Regions from separate parts of the Zea mays genome. Here region 1 is linked to region 2. Evidence: chromatin contacts called from public Hi-C data. All regions are on one chromosome and are shown on one strand. Each heading gives the region's core, a stretch centred on a gene start, on an enhancer-like site or on the middle of the called end of the contact. The rest is flanking DNA. Distances are from core to core; before and after follow the strand shown.

The links. Hi-C and Micro-C count contacts between places; a contact is called where the count stands out from the background.
Region 1: a contact with region 2 is called in a Hi-C map of ear, with 4 times the contacts expected there. The contact joins the promoter of LOC100274332 here to the promoter of LOC100501448 in region 2. A contact is called at or near these places in 13 of 25 Hi-C or Micro-C datasets (bundle sheath, ear, endosperm and 4 more) and 2 of 3 datasets of contacts at active chromatin or transcription factors (leaf and seedling).

Annotation. Positions count from the first base shown.
Region 1 is chr3:176,358,347-176,364,587 of Zm-B73-REFERENCE-NAM-5.0, reverse strand. It overlaps LOC100274332, which reads right to left and starts at 3,162. Exons shown (of 4, transcript NM_001148693.1): 1 at 1,961-3,162; 2 at 754-1,102; 3 at 531-672; 4 at 1-411. The coding sequence starts at 2,220. The coding sequence ends at 17.
Region 2 is chr3:176,090,760-176,097,090 of Zm-B73-REFERENCE-NAM-5.0, reverse strand. LOC100501448 reads left to right here and starts at 1,464. Exons shown (of 9, transcript NM_001362580.1): 1 at 1,464-1,983; 2 at 2,678-2,734; 3 at 2,823-2,913; 4 at 3,002-3,162; 5 at 3,240-3,367; 6 at 3,473-3,610; 7 at 4,189-4,281; 8 at 5,462-5,567; 9 at 5,656-5,980. The coding sequence starts at 1,812. The coding sequence ends at 5,789.

The DNA of each region.
Region 1 (6,241 bases), core at 1,913-4,412, 270 kb before region 2:
TATTCACGCATTGCGTTCAGTAGGCGTGGTTGGAGAGGATGACTCGCCCGGCCCGGTGAGGGTGCAGCGCACAGGCGCAGTGCACGGAGGTTAGGCTGAGGCACCCGCTGATGTTGAGCGAGTGCCGCTCCGGGCACGTGTGCAGCGCCGGGAACGAGTCGCACACCGCCTGCACCGCGGGCGGGGTCAGCGCCGTGCACTGGCTGATGTTCAGGCTCGCCAGTCCGTCCCGCTCCCGGTCCTTGCCACCGCCGCCGCTCTTCGCTGTCGCGTCCCAGCCCCGGCCCCGACTCCTCACGCGGCTGTTGGCGGCCAGGGAGTACATGGCGCGGTCCGTGATGTTCTGGCAGTAGTAGAGACCCAGGGAGCGCAGGTGAAGGCAGCCGTTCGCCAGCGCAACCACGCTCTCATCTGCGGCAGGAAGATCGAACAGGCGTTGGGCCAGCCAAAATAGCGGTCAGGTCAGGTAAGTTCCAGCGTAGTTCTGTACTAGTAGAATTTGACCCCCAACACACGTGAAAGCAACTCACCTGTTATAAGAACACAGCCGCACAGGTCGACGGCCCTGAGTTCAGGGCATCCCGAAGCCAGGCTGGTCACCCCCTTGTCAGTGATGCCATCACACCAGCCCAGGTTCAACGACTGCAGCTGGCCACAGTAACAGGCGATGGCCTACACAGGACAGGACACACCACCAAAACAGCAGGGATCAACGCGAGCTCAAGCGACCAAGGCTGCAGCAAACGAAAGTACCTGTAGCGCTCTGTCAGAGGCCGCCCTCACACACCCGCACAGGTTCAGGCATCTCAGGTTCCCGCACTGGCTGGAGAGGAACACGAGCGCCACGTCGCTGAAACTGGAGCACCCGCTGATGTTGAGCCTGGTAAGCTGAGGGCACCCGTGCGCCAGGGCGTACAAGGACCGGTCGCTCAGCCTGAAGCTTCTGCTGAGATCCAGCTCGCGCAGGTCGTGGCAGTGGTTTGCCACGGCCTCCACGCCGCTGTCTTCTAGCTGAGGCCTGATCTGGCGTAGAGATAGAACTTGCAGCTTCGTGAATTTGTGAGCCAGTGATATCACCAAGTCATTCATGCGGTCCTGGCACCTGAATTTGACACTTTCTTGGTCAAAAAATACTTCCCTTTCCAAAAGGTCATTCAAAAAGACCATGTGGTCATCTAGTATAGGAACTGAAGTAAACAAAATATACTGTTTTATTTGCATAGCACAGCAAGGAACTATAGCAGAAACATGAAGCAAGCTGAGAATGTAATAACAAACTGGGAATGTTATAGGAAGACATATCACTCTGGGGCCGGATGACTTTGTTATATCAAAAAAATTCACACCAGTTCTTTCGGAAGATCAAGTGGATACACAACTACTGTGTATCAGAAGGTATGGAATAACATACTAAAGTTAGTGCTAGGAGTTTGCTATGTTAGTATGTATGATCCACACGTGTTATTGCACAGTATTTCGGTTGCCATACAGCCCAGGTACAATCATTTATGGCTTCCTTTTTTTTACTTAATCTAGTCAACTGCACAGCCGAGAAATCAGCACATGAAATTTCCATGTTTTCAGTTACATTTATAATTTATTAGCAAGAATATCGTATGGTTGACTGTCTACATCATATGATTGAACAGCAACAGAAACATTTGCCAAACAACAGCAGCAAAGAAAATGAGCTCTTGAAAAGAGATCCAACCAAACAGGTTATCATGATGGATACGGATTACAGAATTAGTGACTGAATAGCACTGCTGCAACCAGCATTATGAACACATCAGGTTAAACATCTAAGAAACCGAGGATAGCTGAATAACTAATGTACTATTGTATCCAAATCTAAAGCATGGAAACTAATCGGTTATAAAATCTTGATATTTGATAAACTCATCTTCTGAAGATAACATATGTTAAACTGGAATGGACATGCCTGAAAGACAATTCTTACCATGATAGTGAAAGATTTGCAACCCCCCACCCCAAGGTGTCACGCCATCCTGTGCATACACCGGAGGCCACAATGACTATCCTGTCATCTCCAACTAGTGAAATGATACGCAGGAGCAGCTCCATGGGGAGGTCTTTCCAATTCGTGAAGCTCGTTTCATTGCCAGCATCCTGAGGCTGTCGACTCTGGTCACCTCCAGAAACCATAAGAGTATCGAACGAATTGTTCAATTCCCCAGTGGGCTGCTGTGCACTATCCATTTTAAAATTATCCGAGTGCAGAGCCAGTCTTTTTCTGAGAATCGAAAAGGCAACTTAACCTGCAATCATTAGAATACGAATGAATAGACATACACTGACTTGTAAGTCTCATAGAATCATTTACAAATAATGTCTTTGTACAGCTGTAAAAGTCTGTCTAGTAATTAGAACTGAACTTGTCATAGAAACATTTATACAATCAGCAATACGCACAGGAGATCATAGTAAAATTCCCAACTCTGAAATCGAGGCAATGGGAACGTGAACATCAATACATCATTTCATTGTTAAGGTGGCAATTAACGCCTATCTACAACACAAACCAAAAAGGCACAGCGCAAACACGCAGATGCAAGTTAACAGCACTACAGGTTAAGGACAAGATCAAGAATATAAACAACTACTTCTTTAGATCATCAGGAGAGAAATACCAAAAGTACCCAAACGAAACGCACACAGAGTGTGTGTTTCGTCGCAGTCGGCAATCTTTTTCTTCTTTGGATGGATTTGTAACAGCCAAACTACTTCGAAGAAGTATGAAACGCATCTAGTAAAATGCGGAAGAAGCGGCAAGTATAAAAGCAGCACGACCTATACTAGGTGCCGAACATTTCTTTTTTGGTAAAGCATCGGAATTTCCGGCAAAAACATCGGAGGCGTGCTTTACAACGCAAAGCTTAACAAACCAGCACATAGCAAACTGCAAACCAACGTTCCGATGAATCGAGAGGCATGGTGAAGTAAATCCTCCATGGCATCGATAAATCCCAAATCTCTGGGGATGGGATGAATGGTGAAAAATCCGGCGCGGGTAGTATGCATCTACTCATTGAAGGGACCCACACCCACTGCAAGTATCGGGTTGGAAGGAATATCCGAGAAAATAACTCCAGATCACCCGGGAGCTGCAGTAGCTTTCGCGCACAGACAGCCACAGAAAAGACGACGATACTACGGGTGAAAAGGCCCCGAGATTCAACGGGGAAACCCTAAGAACCACAAAAAGAATCTATAGCCTCAGAAGGCGATGTCGGTACCAGGAGCAGGACAGCGCGCTCAGGAATCCCGAATCGAAACCAAGCGATCTGAACTTCCATTTATGCAGTACAGAAAAAAAAGACGCTAACTTTCGGCTTACCTAGTCCGAGAAGCGAAGCAAATCGCGGCGAAGGGCCCCAAAGATGGTTTTTAGTCGCAGTTGTGAACTGCGACTGCCTTGGGACGGAGGAGGACGGGGGTGATAAATAGCAAGCGCAACGCAGGACACGCGACGGGAGGCTCGAGGAGGGGGACGGGGGTTACGTGGCGTGCGGGTGGCGGGGCCGGGCTGCCCGGGCACGTGTGCGGTGGAGTCGGCTGGCGACCGGGACCGGGATTTTTATCCCGCTTGTTTGCGCTTCTTGGCTTCTCCGGAAGTCCGGATGCGGGGACGGGAAAACGGGAGGAGTGCGCCGTCCGGACCCGCAGCCGCGCGATTCGACCTGGTCTGGAGGAAAACGTCTGGAAGGCCTCGGTTCCTCCTCTGCTGGCTGCCACTCGATTTTGGCCCTTTGGGCCGAGCTCGGGCCCCGGCTCGGAATGGACACACGCACTACTGCTATTGTTTTTATTTCTGCTTTTAACCTACATTCATGTTCCGTGAAAACTTAAGCGTAGCATTTTATGTTATTATAGGGGTTATTTGGGATGACTCTAGGTTCCAGCTCTAATGTAGAGTATCAATTTAATTAGGTTTAAAAATATTTTTACTTTAAATAATAAATAAAATGGCTTATCTAAGGATGTGTTTGGTTGTGCGACTGCTAAGGACCGGCAAGACAGAGACGTTCCATGACGTCATCTTCTGTCTTTCCAATTTTGAGGGACAACTAGAGACAAAACTGGGATAGTTTTGTTCCAATCTCTCACCCTGAACCAAACAACATCATTTAAGAGATCATTTTATATTATCTCGTTCTGTCATTACAACCAAACGCATCCTAAATGTCTTCTAAAGGTTCACAACTCCATGATTTTCTAAAGCAACTAATGACCTGCTCTACCAATTCCATCAAATTTTCTAGAGCTGGAGTTGTCCCAAACACCCATAGTATACTCCCTCCGTTTCGGTTTCTATTTCAGTTGGTTTTTTTACTCTAAATTGGATTGGCTCGCCTTGTTAAAAAATTATAATTATTACTCTCTCCATTCCAAGATATAGTTATTTTTAGCCTTTTTTCCTCCAACATTCAAATACATGATAACGAATGTGGATATATTGTCGGGGATAAGATCTCGGTCCCTGAGACCCATCGGTCAGCGAGCGGGCTAGGGAAAACCTCTGGCGACTGGGGCCTGTTGGTCAGCAAGATGAGAAAGAAAATGCCTGCCCTAGAAGCATGCGCCCCCAGACAAAAACCGTGGCACTGAACCCGGGGTCGGCATGGAGGAGCTAACAGGGGGTCGGGCGAACCGAAGGAAAACCACTCAAGTGGATCCCTCGCTAGACCCGAGACCAACCCGCCATAAGTGACCCACCGCATTAACTACGCCTGGCGCTGAGTCACACCACAGGCGTCGGTCCGCCTCACACTCATGGCATACGAGTCCCTCGAGCTGCGGCGCACTCATAACCGACGAACCCCTTGGACTGCGACACATTTATGACACACGCGCCTCCTAGCCCGCATCACACTCATTACCTATCGGGACTAGGCCTGAGTGCGCAGATTGCCTATAGGGCACAACAAGACAAACACGCCGAGCCCCAGGCTATAGAGGCCAGGGGTCGCCGTAGCTCAAATGATAGCACTCAGGCCCCACGCTACCCGTGTCGTCCGCTATAAAGAATATCAGACAACTAGGCTTGAATGGAGGTGGTTAGGGGTATTTATAGCCCCAACCACTATTCTAGCTGTTGTTGTCGATGGCACAACAGACATGAAACTGTTCACTGTTCGGTGTGTGCCACGTCAGCAGACCATTGGAGTTTGGAGCGGTTGACCGTTGAAGTCCTTTGTCCTCTTGCGGCACCGAACAGTCTGGTGGCACACCAGACAGTCCGGTGCATTCTGACTTCGCAGCTCTGACTTCTGACTTCTGACTTCTGCACTGTGCACTTTCACTGTTCACCGCAGTCGACCGTTGGGCGCAGTTGACCGTTGCTCCGTTGGCTCGCCGAACATGTCCGGTGCACGCCGGACATGTCCGGTGCACACCGGACAGTCCAGTGAATTATAGAGGAGTGACTCTGGAAAACCCCAAGAGCGACCAGTTCGTGGGTGCCTTGGCCTGGGCACCAGACATTGTCCGGTGCGCCACTGGCAGCACCAATGCTTGTCTTTGCTCGAAACTTTGTAGAGTTCCCCAACTTATTTTCTTTGTTGGTTTATGTTGAACTTTATGCACTTGAGATAAATGACAACTAGGCAAACTAGTTAGTCCACGTGGTTTGTGATAGAAGTCAAACACCAAAATCGATTATAGGAAATGTTTAAGTCCATTTCCCTTTCAGAAAGGACAAACGTCACCCGACCCTTCATCGGCCCTCGAGGGGGGATACTCCCCCATTGGGGCTCAGGGGCTACTGTCGAGGATAAGATCCCTGGTCTTTGAGGGCCATCGGTTAGCGAGCGCACTAAGGAAAAGCCTCTAGCGACTGGGACCCATCGGCCAGCAGGAGGAGAAAGAAAATGTCTGCCCTGAAAGCACCCACCCCCGGACGAACCCTGTGGCACTGAGCTTGGGGGCGGGCATGGCAGAGCTAGATAGCGGGGTTTGTCGAACCGAAGGGAAACCACTCGAGTGGATCCCTCGCCCGACCCGGGATTGACCCGCCATAAGTGACTGACCGCATTAACATCGTCTGGCGCCGAGCCACGATAGAGGCGCCGGTCTGCCTCCCACTCATGGCCTATGAGATCCTCGGCTGCAACACCCTCATAACCTATGAACCCTTTGTACTACGACACATTTATGACATGCGTGCCACCCAGCCTACGACACACTCATGACCTATCGAGACTAGGCATGAGTGCGTAGA
Region 2 (6,331 bases), core at 215-2,714:
ACGGTTGCTACGCCCTTTTCGTAATAGATCATGGTAAAAAACACGTCACTTTTATTGTCTTTGCACCTATTCAAGATTGGTGTAAGCATATGTCATACAAGAGGTTCGCAGAAGCGATTATCATCGCCTCAAAGAAATATAATATTGCCTATAGCAAGAAACGTATTGGATGGACAGAGGATATTTTTAAGTGGCAACATACAATTCAACCTGGTGTTCCAATTGACTTAAAAGAGTATTTTCTCCGTACCATCTTCTTAGCAATTTCATTTTTTTCTATGATTTCTATTGTATATAACTTAGTTGGCAAAACATTATTCTATAGGCTTAACACCAGCTACCTTATCCTACAAGCTATGGCCATGTGGGGCAATGATAGTCGAATGAAATTTGTTAGGGTGAGTGGAGTACATTCCTTTCATATTCAAACATACATTCCAGTTACATAATAAAAAATTGATGTTTTGTTCTCTTATATGTCTTATGTGTAGGATGCAAAGATTCTTCGGAGGAACTTTATTATCGAACTGTTAAGTTACGAGAAAAATTCGTGCAAATATGTCTTCCCGGCAAATATACAACAGAGAGTTAACAATATTGTTAAAAAAGATTAGTTAGTGTACAAGGTGTCAACATATTTACTTATGATTAAACATTATATATTTACTCTTTAGAAATTATTTGTGTGATTCCATTTCAATCTATTTGGGTAGACATATTTATATCATTCTATATCTATGTTTAATAATCACATATTTTGCCGTCACTATTGTACTGACGCCGCCCGTCGCCACGGTCCTAAGTCCATTGGAGGGTCGCAATTTGTGTTCCGTGGCATCGCACGGACACGTAAAATGCAACGCAAATGGTAATGGTAATGGTTTCGGCTCGATTACTGGCGGTAACAAATTTGAATAGGCTGGTATCAAATTTTAGTGTGGTATCTGATTACGGTTGGACTAAAACAAACATGATTTAACGTTATCCGTTACCCATTACGTTACAAATATGTGAACCAAACGGCACCCTAGTGATTTCATATATATTCAAGCAATTCCGTAAAATGACAAAAAGTCATGGTTGTATCTTAGCTCAGTTCAAACCAAAAATGTATTAAACTGTTCCTAGTCCGTGTGAATATTGAAAACCGCACCAAACATCAATTAAAGCTAAAATGCAAACTGCACAAAATACTAAAACTAAATAAACTACGAATTTCGGTGTATGGTGTTTGGTTCGAGTGTTTGTTGTTTGGTAAATTTTTGCCCACTCCCCTAGTCGCACTACCCCCAATCGCACGTGAGACTTTTAGGTGCCGTTTACCAGGCGAGCAAATTCACCGACGCTCCGGCCCGTTGCCTCAATGCCAAGGAAGCCTCGAGTCGGGAGCCAGCAGCAAGCTGCAACTCGCTCGCCACCCACCCTGACCCAGAGTCCACACCGAAATATCCGCGTGGCGTGGACTCGGGCACCACTCTCCATTCCTGCATCCCATTCCCATCTCTTCTTCGCCTCCTCCGCCTCGCCGGCGTCACCGTCCGGCCCCGCCTCTTCCCCCCGCTCGAAGCTCGATCTCTCCTCCCGTTCTCCGCCCACGCAATCCCTGCCACCGCCGAATGCGGAACACTCGCCTTTGGTGACCGACTGACCTACCCTGCTTCTGCCGGGTTAGTTGAGTGTCCGCGCCTACCGGACCCCGCGCCGCGTCCGGATCTCGAATGCGCCGCCGCCGCCGTCGCGCGATCTAGCGGCTGCGCGCTGCCCCGCAGGAGGGTAGAGCTCCAGGGGCCCGGTGTGGTCAGGCGGCGGATATGGCAACGGAGGCGTCTACCTCTGCGGCGGGCGGGATCTGGGTGGAGGGGATGTCCGCGGACAACATCAAGGGGCTGGTGCTCGCGCTCTCCTCCAGCTTCTTCATCGGGGCCAGCTTCATCGTCAAGAAGAAGGGGCTTAAGAAGGCCGGTGCGTCCGGCGTCCGCGCAGGTGACTTGCTGCGTCTCGCCCCTTTCCATCCCCATCGATCATGTGTGTTGCTCCGTAGATCGTGGTGGCTTGGCTGTCTGCTGTTGCGTTTTCGCTTTGATCTTCGAGGCGCTACCTGAGCGCGCAGAGGGCTGGCCTCGAGGTTCGGTTTTTTATTCAGCGTGGAATCTCCTTTCTCGTTGAGCCTTGAATGCCGGATGCATGCCCCGGATCTGTTTTAGAGCGACAATTATACAGTGTATATCTGAAGTTAGTTCAAGTATTGTAATAAATTGTGTTGGCTAGGGAGTTGACCTGATTCGACGTAAGTAGCTGTGACTTGCGCGGCTGTTATATTCATGGTGTCACACTATGCATTGCATTTTGGTCATTTTTCTTATGCCATGCATTTGTTAGTTCAACAAAAGTTTGTTTAGTGACGGTTGCTTATCCACTGAGTACACAAATTCTCGATGAACTCCATTTCATGTCGGTTGGACTGTAGAAGGGTGTGTGGTACTGGATAAGGTGAAAAAATGGATTATTTGTTGGCTTGACTTTTATGAGGTTTCCGTTGATGGAAAATATGGCGGTGGATGTTCGACATGCAGTGCTTTTGAAGAGTTGGGGTTGAGTCACTCCATTTTAAGGCTGTAGCTCTGAGATTTATTTGCAGATGTTCTGTTCTCAGCCTTTGGCTTTGTTTACATTGCAGGTGTTGGTGGTTACTCTTACTTGTATGAACCATTATGGTGGGCAGGAATGATTACAAGTAGGTCACCTCTCATGTGAATAGGCCTGCTTTTGTTCTATTGCTGAATAATGTAATAGTATTGACGATTCTTGCTGCTATTTTCCAGTGATTGTTGGAGAAGTGGCTAACTTTGCAGCATATGCTTTTGCTCCTGCTATCTTGGTCACACCACTTGGTGCACTTAGCATCATAATTAGGTAAGAAATATAATTCATACTGTCTTGATGCTGCTTATATCAAAATGTCCTTTTGTTCCTTCTTTTTTCTAACATGCTTCTCTCACAGTGCTGCTCTTGCAGACATTATGTTGAAGGAAAAGCTGCATATATTTGGTATACTTGGGTGTGTTCTTTGTGTTGTGGGTTCAACAACTATTGTACTTCATGCCCCTCAGGAGCGCACAATTGAATCTGTAGCAGAAGTGTGGGATCTTGCTACTGAACCAGGTACCCTCCTTTTTTACCCTATCAGTTGTTATCAAATATCTCAGTAAGAGCTAATGTCATAAGTTTTGGTCTTGCAGCCTTTCTATCTTATGCTGCCATCGTTCTTGCTGCAACATTTGTCCTCATATACTACTTTATTCCACGATATGGTCAGACACACATCATGGTCTATATTGGTGTTTGTTCCCTTGTAGGATCTCTGTCGGTATGTGTTTTACACATTCACTTGGCACTAGTTCTCTCAATATGTATTTGTGTGAGTGATTATGCTCTAATTCTCTTTCCCTTCAAAATGTGCTGGTGTTGGCAGGTCATGAGTGTGAAAGCTCTTGGAATAGCCTTGAAACTGACCTTTTCTGGCATGAATCAGCTAATTTATCCACAAACATGGTTGTTCACCATTGTTGTTGTTGCATGTATAGTAACACAGATGAACTACCTGAACAAGGTAATACTGAATTACTGATTTTTCATTTTATTAATGGACAGTCCAATGGTGTGCATATATAGTGAGTATTGAGTACAGCAATTACTTTTGCGCCACATGTTTTTTCATGTTCTGCATGGAAGTAAGTGGCACTGTGCTGGCAGGAATGCAGGGTATACCCATGCTTATTGAACTTTTGCTTGTTACATGAGTCATAATGAACTGTCGATGTGAAACTACAATGCATATTGTGAATTTATCATACTTGGCCCGTTGAGTAGTTTGATACTTGGGTACCTTGATCATCTCCTGCTATTGTAATTGTTTTCTTTCTTGAGTTATCTTAAATGCAAAAGTTGTGGATGTACTACCAGATGTTTTCACATTGCATATTGTGGTTAGTTAGGTCTAATATACATCCATGCAATACCCATTGTTGTTACCTGCAGAGCATGCGCTATTACTACTTTCTATAATATGCCATAATAGACATTAACATGATGTTAGGATTAATATTTCTCAACACCTGATTCTACTTTTATAGAAATTTGGTGTGATACTTTTCAGTAAAGCAACTAAATTTAGTTTTTTTTTGGTAGGCTCTTGATACTTTCAACACAGCAGTTGTATCACCGATATACTATACAATGTTCACGTCACTAACCATTTTGGCTAGCGTGATAATGTTCAAGGTAACATTTGTTTTCTATTTTTGGTAACATTCAGTGCAATACATTATACATCTATTGCTTGCTTTTCTATGTGCAAGTTGTTTGAAATGGAATGGAATGTTCTTGTTTAGACTAAAAGTATAAATGGAAGCAGCTTCTAGTGGTTGTTACCTACAGCTTCTAGTGGCAAAATTAGATTATCCTATTCAAATTTTATCCTTATACTCAACATATCAAATTTTATGCTCAACATTTTTTCAAGTGTAATCTTCATGTACAGATAGAATAAAAGAAATATTACAAGGGATAAATGGGCCCTGTAAGGACAGGTAGAAGTTAGGAGTTGAATGGTTAAACACTTTGGTTGTTTCTCATTAATTTCTCAAGTCCTTCAATATTAACATCATATGCTGGGCCCTAGACCCCAGTGTCTTTCCACTTATCTGTAGTATGGCAGATCATGCTGAAACACTTCTGCTTGCTTCAATATGAACCTGCTACAGCTTTTTTTTAAGCTAGTGTGCACCTCATTTCCATTATCACAATGAAAATACAGAAGTCTGATACCCAGAAACAGATAAGAAAGAAACACAATGAAAGCTCTCCTAGAACTAATCTACCCGATTCAAGTGACCAGCTTAGGCCAGATGGTTGCTCGAACTTGTAACTGTGTTATTTTCTGGGAAGAGACTTGTGTGCACACCGAAAAGAAAAGGTGTTGGAATTCTGTTAATCTATATATGCTTGATTTCAGTTTGCCTTACTTTTTAAGAAGAGTACAGAAGATACTCTTCTTCAGGGTAGGACTTTTTTTTATATATTTGCTGCACGATGGCGGAAAGAAGGATGGTTGATGGAAATGTGATGTTAGTGGTAGTTGTTGATTGATGAAGAGGTCACAGCAGAGGATGACAGGGGTTTATGGTCGCTGGCGGAGAAATAGAGATAAGGGTGTGTTGGATGAGTCATGTGCTACTGTACTGCTGAAATTAACATGGTCTTCACAGATTGGTTACGAGATCCATTAGTTTGTGACAGATATTTTTAAGCTTGTGCTCCAATAAATGACCGTGTAACTTGAGTCATGTACTTATCCAGTTCAAGGCTTTCGGGCATGGTTGTCCGTATTCTCTCATACCGTTGTCATAGTTTCTGCTGTAACTTTCAACATTATTATTGACAACTGAAGTACTTGCATCAGGACTGGGATCGTCAAAATCCAACTCAAATTGTAACAGAGATGTGTGGTTTTGTTACCATTCTTTCGGGGACGTTTCTTCTCCACAAGACAAAAGACATGGTTGATGGTATGGCATAATGCTCTCCACTTTTTTGTAGTTTTACATGTGCCTAAAGCACACTAAATTTTTGTAACCTTTCACTCTGGTTTTACAGGCCTCCCGCCAACTCTACCTGTCCGGATTCCTAAACATGAGGACGATGGAGCTGAAGGAATCCCTCTCAGATCCGCTGAAGGCATCCCGCTCAGATCACCGAGGGCAACGGAATCGTTTCGATCAACGCTATAATGGTTGGTGATCCTTCTTCAAAGGCCATGGTCAGCCATTCTTTCATTTGATAACACACCTTTGTAGATTGTATTTTAGGATTCCAAAAGGTAAAGGCACCGCTCCCCATGTAATTTTTTTGAGACACCGGTGTAGAGTATTGGGGGAACTTATGTTATACATCTCGAAATGCCCAGAATGGGCTTAGATCCAGTTTTTGATACACACCAGACACCACGGTGGCATACAAGACCCGTTATCAGCGACACAGTTACTGTTGTATTCTTTTGGATAGAAAATTAGAAGATAGGGGAAGAATCTGAAGAAGGCTCCTCGAAGAAACTTCTTTACCTCCCATCCACATGTGGTGTTCTAGTTTCTGATATGCGTTTTTTTTTTGGGTTAATTCATTCATCTTATGTTCGTTGCTTCTGTGTGAGGGGAAAGCACTTCCTCGCTCTACTCGTGCGGAAGCGATCCATTCTTTCGTGTCCAACTCACACGTCAAGAATATCGAAATGTGGACCCTTTTCAGCGCGCTCTTTAATTCAGCTTACCTGAGC